Linked DNA regions of Macaca mulatta: region 1 is linked to region 2. The links are chromatin contacts, called in public Hi-C maps. All regions are on one chromosome and are shown on one strand. Each heading gives the region's core, a stretch centred on a gene start, on an enhancer-like site or on the middle of the called end of the contact. The rest is flanking DNA. Distances are from core to core; before and after follow the strand shown.

Evidence for each region. Hi-C and Micro-C count contacts between places; a contact is called where the count stands out from the background.
Region 1: a contact with region 2 is called in a Hi-C map of CD4 T cells, with 5 times the contacts expected there. The contact joins the enhancer-like site here to the promoter of PDE4A in region 2. A contact is called at or near these places in 7 of 14 Hi-C or Micro-C datasets (CD4 T cells, blood, cortical neurons and 3 more).

Annotation. Positions count from the first base shown.
Region 1 is chr19:11,205,405-11,208,341 of T2T-MMU8v2.0, forward strand. No RefSeq gene overlaps it. Among named protein-coding and RNA genes, the nearest start is that of KEAP1, 20 kb to the right of the region's middle. Within about 2 kb of position 1,532, at least 25 of the 40 cell types and tissues checked have an H3K27ac peak or open chromatin away from gene starts, as enhancers often do. A contact at or near this core is called in CD4 T cells, blood, fetal cortex germinal zone and 1 more, where this site is marked.
Region 2 is chr19:11,132,404-11,135,606 of T2T-MMU8v2.0, forward strand. PDE4A (phosphodiesterase 4A) reads left to right here and starts at 1,371. Exons shown (of 17, transcript XM_028839945.2): 1 at 1,371-1,632. It overlaps CDC37 (cell division cycle 37, HSP90 cochaperone), which reads right to left and starts at 175. Exons shown (of 8, transcript XM_077977429.1): 1 at 10-175. The coding sequence starts at 111. It overlaps LOC144336672 (a long non-coding RNA gene), which reads right to left. Exons shown (of 2, transcript XR_013408930.1): 2 at 1,515-2,531.

The sequences.
Region 1 (2,937 bases), core at 282-2,781, 73 kb after region 2:
TGGTCTTGGGCAAATGGCTTCGCCTCTCCCAGCCTTTAGAGGGCTCTGTCCTGTGCTAAACTTTTCAAGAGGATTATCTCTTGACTCTCCAGCTGTTCTTGAGAATGAGCTATCATTGGTTCCATTTTGCAGTTGAAGAAACTGAGGGCTGGGATGAGATAGCACAATATGGAGAAAATTCAAGGAAATAAGACGAGGACCTCGCTTCACCCAGTGCCTGTTCAACAGTGATAGCTGTCCCCATACTTTTATGTTATTTCAGGTGTACGAAATCTTGAGATGTAGGTAGTATTTCTCCCTCTTTAATAACAAAAACATGTCAGTGCGGGCCAGGTGTGGTGGCTCACGCCTGTAATCCCAGCACTTTGGGAGGCTGAAGCAGGTGGATCATCTGAGGTCAGGAGTTCGAGACCAGCCTGACCAACAAGATGAAGCCCAGTCTCTACTAAAAATACAAAAATTAGCCGGGTGTGGTGGCGCACATCTGTAATCCCAGCTACTCCGGAGGCTGAGGCAGGAGAGTCCCTTGAACCTGGGAGGTGGAGGTTGCAGTAAGCTGAGATCACGCCACTGCACTCCAGCCTGGGCAACAAGAGCGAAACTCCATCTCAAAAAAAAAAAAAAAAAGTCAATGCAAATCAAAATAAGACATTTATTTTTTTATTTTCTTTTGCAAAGCATTTTCACAGCTCATTTCTGTTCATGGAAGCTAGAACATACAGCTTTCCAGGAATGGTCTGACAATATTTATCAAAAACATAGCCAGCTGGGCGCAGTGGCTCTTGCCTGGAATCTCAGCACTTTTGGAGGCTGAGGTGGGAGGATCATCGGAACCCAGGAATTCAAAACCAGCCTGGGTGACATAGTGAGACATGTCTTTCTCTTTCTCTCTTTCTCTTTCTCTCTCTCTCTCTCTCTCTCCCCCCCCACCCCCCCTCCTCTCTCTCTCTCCCCCTCTCTTTCTTTTCTTTCTCCCTTCCTTTCCCCTTCCCCTTCCCTTTCCTCAGTTTCCCCCACTGTAAAATCCAAACAACAAATTAGCTGGGCGTGGTGGCGGGCGCCTGTAATCCCAGCTACTCAGGAGGCTGAGGCAGGAGAATTGCCTGAACCCGGGAGGCGGAGGTTGCAGTGAGCCGAGATCGTGCCACTGCACTCCAGTTTGGGCGAGAGTGAGACTCCGTCTCAAAAAAAAAAAAAAAAAATCCAAATAACAATAGCTCAGGTTTACCGAGAGGTTGTTATGTGACAAGCCCTGTTTGTTTTACGTAAATCATCGGGGTAAATGCTCACAACAGCCCTATTAAGTAGGTACTATTATTATAAAAAGGGTCACAGGCATAGGCAGGGAAGGAGGCAGGGCTGGGAGTCGAAGACCGTGAGCGCCGCCTAGAGTAGGGCTCGGGGAGGGGGGGTCGGGGACGGGAGTGCTAGATAGGGACCCGGCGCACGCGCAGAACAGGTGGGAGGCGTGGCGAGAACGAGCGGGAGTTTTTTTTTCCCGACTACGATTGGCTGATGTAACTGTCATCACTTGAAAAGGCAGCCAATGAGAGGCGCGGCCGCCTCGCCCATGGAAGCCGAGGGCTGAGCGAAGCGAGGCGTGCGGAGCCAAAGGCTCTCGACCGACAGCGGGCGCCACGGACCCCAAAGTGGTTGAGGGGATCCTGCCACTCCCGCTGAAAGTGGCCCCAGCGTCGTTCCTACTCTCTTCGGCAGACCCCGGCATCGTCCTCCTTTTCCCGAGAATATCCTGACATCAGTCGCCCGTTCCAAAAGGGGACACTTGGAGTCATCCCTTTTTTCTGAGTGACCCTAGAGTCGTCCTTACTTCCTGAGGGGGATCCTGGCGTCATCCGCCCTTCTTGAGGGAACCTGCTGTCACTCCCCTGTCCTGATGGCCAGCACCGCATTGTCCTTTCTTCCTGCGGGAAACCCAGACTTCATCCGCTCTTCCTGGCGGGGACCCCCATGCCATTATCCCCTCCTGAGGGGACCCCAGAGCGTCCCCCTTCCTCAAGGCTTCCCAGCGTTGTTTCTTCTTCCCGAGAAGGGGCCTGGTGCTGTTCCCCCATTTCCAGAGTGTTTCCTATCATTGTCCTCCGCACACTCAGAAGGGATCTGTCATCCCCTCTTTTTCTGAGATCAGTCCCTTCCTCCTTTCCAGTTTAAGGTCGACCCCTGCAAGGCTTCGGTGACCCCCATAGATAGAAGTCCCAAAGACCCCCTGTGTCCCTTGCCCCCAGCTGAGCAGAGGGGAAGGCAAAAGACTCAGCTCACCCCGCGAAGATGGGGAGAAACCGAAACTAGCTGTTAAAGGAACCCACTATGTCACATGAGAAGTCATTTAGGGCCGGGCGCGGTGGCTCATGCCCGTAATCCCAGAACTTTGGGAGGCCGAGGTGGGTTATCATATGAGATCAGAAGTTCGAGACCAGCCTGGCCAACATGGTGAAAAACCCGCCTCTACTAAAAAATACAAAAATGAGCCGGGAGTGGCGGTATGCGCCTGTAATCCCAGCTACTCCAGAGGCCGAGGTAGGAGAATCGCTTGAATCCCGGAGGTGGAGGTTTCAGAGAGCTGAGATCACACCACTGTATTCCAGCCTGGGCAATAGAGTGAGACTCCATCTCAAAAAAAAAAAGAAAAGAAAAAGAATTTGCCTGTTAACTACAAAATTTTTAAACAACTTCTATATATACTCAGTTAAGGCAGACAAAACAAATCTCTGACTATTTCATTCACTGAGCCAATATTAATTTTATGTATGTATGTATGTATGTATGTATGTATGTATGTATGTATGTTTTGAGAGGGAGTCTGGCTCTGTGGCCCAGGCTAGAGTGCAGTGGCCTGATCTCGGCTCACTGTAAGCTCCGCCTCCCGGGTTCACGCCATTCTCCTGCCTCAGCCTCCCGTAATATTAATTTTTTTAGACA
Region 2 (3,203 bases), core at 121-2,620:
GCGCCTTACCTGATGCCGCCAGCGGAAGAGGCTGGCCGTGTCGATGTTGGGGTGCGTCTCGTCTTCATCATCAGACACCTCAATGTGGTCCCACACGCTGTAGTCCACCATCTTGCCTTGGCGGCCCAGCCCGCTACGGCTCGGTTGGCGGCGACGGCGGCGGCGCTGGAGACTTGGTGCGCGGAGCCCCGCCCCTTCCGCTTCCGCCCGAGTGCGGGGGAAACCCCGCCCATGCCTGACGTCACATCCCTAGTAACCGCGGCAGCGGCACTGGCTACCCATTCTGCCTTAAAGGGCCTTGCGCAAGCGTTCCAGTCCCCTGGAGTTCCCGCAGAGACTCCACCTTATCGGGCGCAGGGGCTCCGCTAGGTCTCCTGGGGGCATACGAGTGGGCACTTCAACTCCTAGCCCCCCTCATCTCCCGCCTCTCCACGGTGGGCGTTTGGGGTGGCAGGGAGAGGACGGTTGATGAGACTAAGAGGACTGTCCCCTCAGCTACGCCGCAGTGACGTCTGCAAGGGGTACGGACACGGCGGGAAGGCCCTCCCCCTGCCCTTCGTAAACGGGGACCTAAGCCTGCTCTGGAGAGGGGCGCCTGACGACTCCTGGGACTTTCTCAGCCCGAGGAGGACTGGACCTGCCCTGGGGGTGTCTAAATCGAGGGTGGTATGGCCCTCCCCTTGAGGGGTTAAACATAGAGGGGAGATTGTGGCTCTGCCTTGGGAGCCTTCTCCTCGTCCTCCAGCTCCGGCCATTAGCAGCAAGGACTCGCGCGCGCGCACATACACACACACACACACACACACACACACACTTTGGAATCACCCGGACCCCCCATAACGGGTCTCGGCGCCCCACCCCGCGTGACCGCTGGGTGTCGCTAGAGTCTAGCCTACGGCGCGTATTCCTGGTCCCGCGCTTGGTGGGGGAATCTTGGAGGGGTGGAAGGGGGCTTTCCTTTTCGTCACAGTCTGGGGTCACGCATAGTCCCTCCCCGTTTGTCTGGGGGTACCCTTCCTCCGCCGGGGCTCTAAGGACTCCATTACTCTAAGCATGCAGGGCCCTGGCCTCACACTTCCACGCATCCCAATCCGCGCTTTTATACCAGGATAATAGGCCGCGTTGCAGTCTCGGGCCAGGATTATTTTAGATTAAAGGGTGCTCCATCGGGGGTCAGGCTGGATAGGAGGAGCTCCAGCCACTCGGGTGAGGGGCGCCTCTTCCCAGTCTCCCCTGGAGCCGACGTCGCAGGCGGTGCCCGGAGAGAGCGAGCGAAAGTCTCCAGATGGGGGGAATTCCCCAGTGCATGGAGGGGGAGGGGCCATCGGACAAAAACGCCCTCCCGCTGCCGCCCCTCCCCCTCGCGCTTCATTCAAACCCGCGAGTGGGCGGCCAGGGGCGGAGGAGTCCCCATCTCCTCCCCCTCCCTCTTCACCTCTACCCTGGCAGTCCAGCACATCAGTGGCTGTCACGGCCCGGGCACGCGCGCGCACGGACCCACACCCCGGCGGCTCTCACAATCGCACACACACATACACACACACCAGCAAACAAAGGGTCTGGACACCCCCGTCCCCTCCCGCCCCCCAGGCCAGAGAGGGCGGGGCATCCCCTCCCCAGCCCCCCCGCAAGGTAAGCTTGGGGCTGCGAGCTGCGGTGGGGAGGGGGACCCGGTGCCATGGTGGGAGGGGGCCAGGACTGTAGGGAGTTCCCCGGCTCCCCAAGAAAGCCATACCCCCACCCCCACCGTATGCCCTTCAGGGCTTCGGCCCGGTCAGCAGCATGGGGGTGTTGGGAGAGAATCCGAGATGTCAGGGATTCCCGGATCGGCGCGGGGGTCTCTTCCTGGCTCTGGAGACTGGAGCTGCCCAGCTTCAGCAAAACAGCGTTCCCGGAGCCTCAGCTTCCAGAACCGGGGATAGGGCGCCGGAAGCTTCCCCATCAACGCCGAGCATTTCCTAATCTGCCAGCACAGCACCTCCAGCCCTGGGGACTGAGGAGAGAGACCCCTAAGTTGCTTTGCACTGTCGCTCTGTCCCCGGTCCCTACCCCACCCCCCATCGGTGCAAACCCTGCTATGTGTCTCCTGCCTGTGATGTGGATGGGGGGGGGTTGCGGGAATTGGGAACGTTTTTTGGGGCTACCCTTGCTTCTTCTGCTACATCCCATAACCACATAGCACTGAGCTGCGATGGGGCTTTGCCTTCCTGAGTCTCAATTTCCTCCTCTGCAAAGTGGGTAACGACACACACCTAGGATTCCGCGAAATCGTGCTCGCAGAGCCTGCTTTTGCGCCATCGTTTTGTTTATTAGCTCATTTTACATCTCTTTACCAAGTGTCTACTTACTATGTGCTGGGCACTGTGACCAGGCTTTGGGGCAGCAGCAACCAACCAACCCAGCAGGGGGCCCTGCTCCCGGCTAGTGAGGGAGCAGGATCCCTGTATAAACATACAGATCCCCACGGGTGATTTCCTACTGTGAAGACTAAAATTCCGTCCTTGGACAGAGAGAGCCTAGGGGTAAATGCACTCAAGATTAATGAGGGAGCTGGGCGCAGTGGCTCACGCTTATAATCCCAGCACTTTGGGAGGCCGAGGCGGGCGGATCACTTGAAGTCAGGAGTTCGAGACCAGCCTGGCCAATATGGTGAAACCCCATCTCCACTAAAAATACAAAAATTAGCTGGGCATGGTGGCAGGTGCCTGTAATCCCAGCTACCCCGGAGGCTGAGGCAGGAGAATCGCTTAAACCCGGGAGGCAGAGGTTGCAGTGAGCAAAGATCACACCACTGCACTCCAGCTTGGCGACAGAGTGAGACTCCATCTCAAAAAAAAAAAAAAAAAACAAAAAAAACAGATTAAATAAGACTTCTGGATCCTGCCTGCCTTCCTCCTTGGGTCTGCGCTCCATGAGGGCAGGATTAGGTCTAGAACAGTGGCTGGCACACAGTAGGTGCTCAATAAATGTTGAATGAGCCTGGCACCCTGGTGTGAGCCTATAGTCCCAGCTACTTGGGAGGCTGGCTGGAGGATCCCAGCAACACCCGTCTCTAAAAAAATAAAATAAAAACAAAAAATAAATCCTTAGCTGGGCATGGTGGCACGCGCCTATAGTCCCAGCTACTTAGGATGCTGAGGCAGGAGAATGGCTTGAATCCAGGAGGCGGGGGTTGCAGTGAGCTGAGATAGTGCCATTGAACT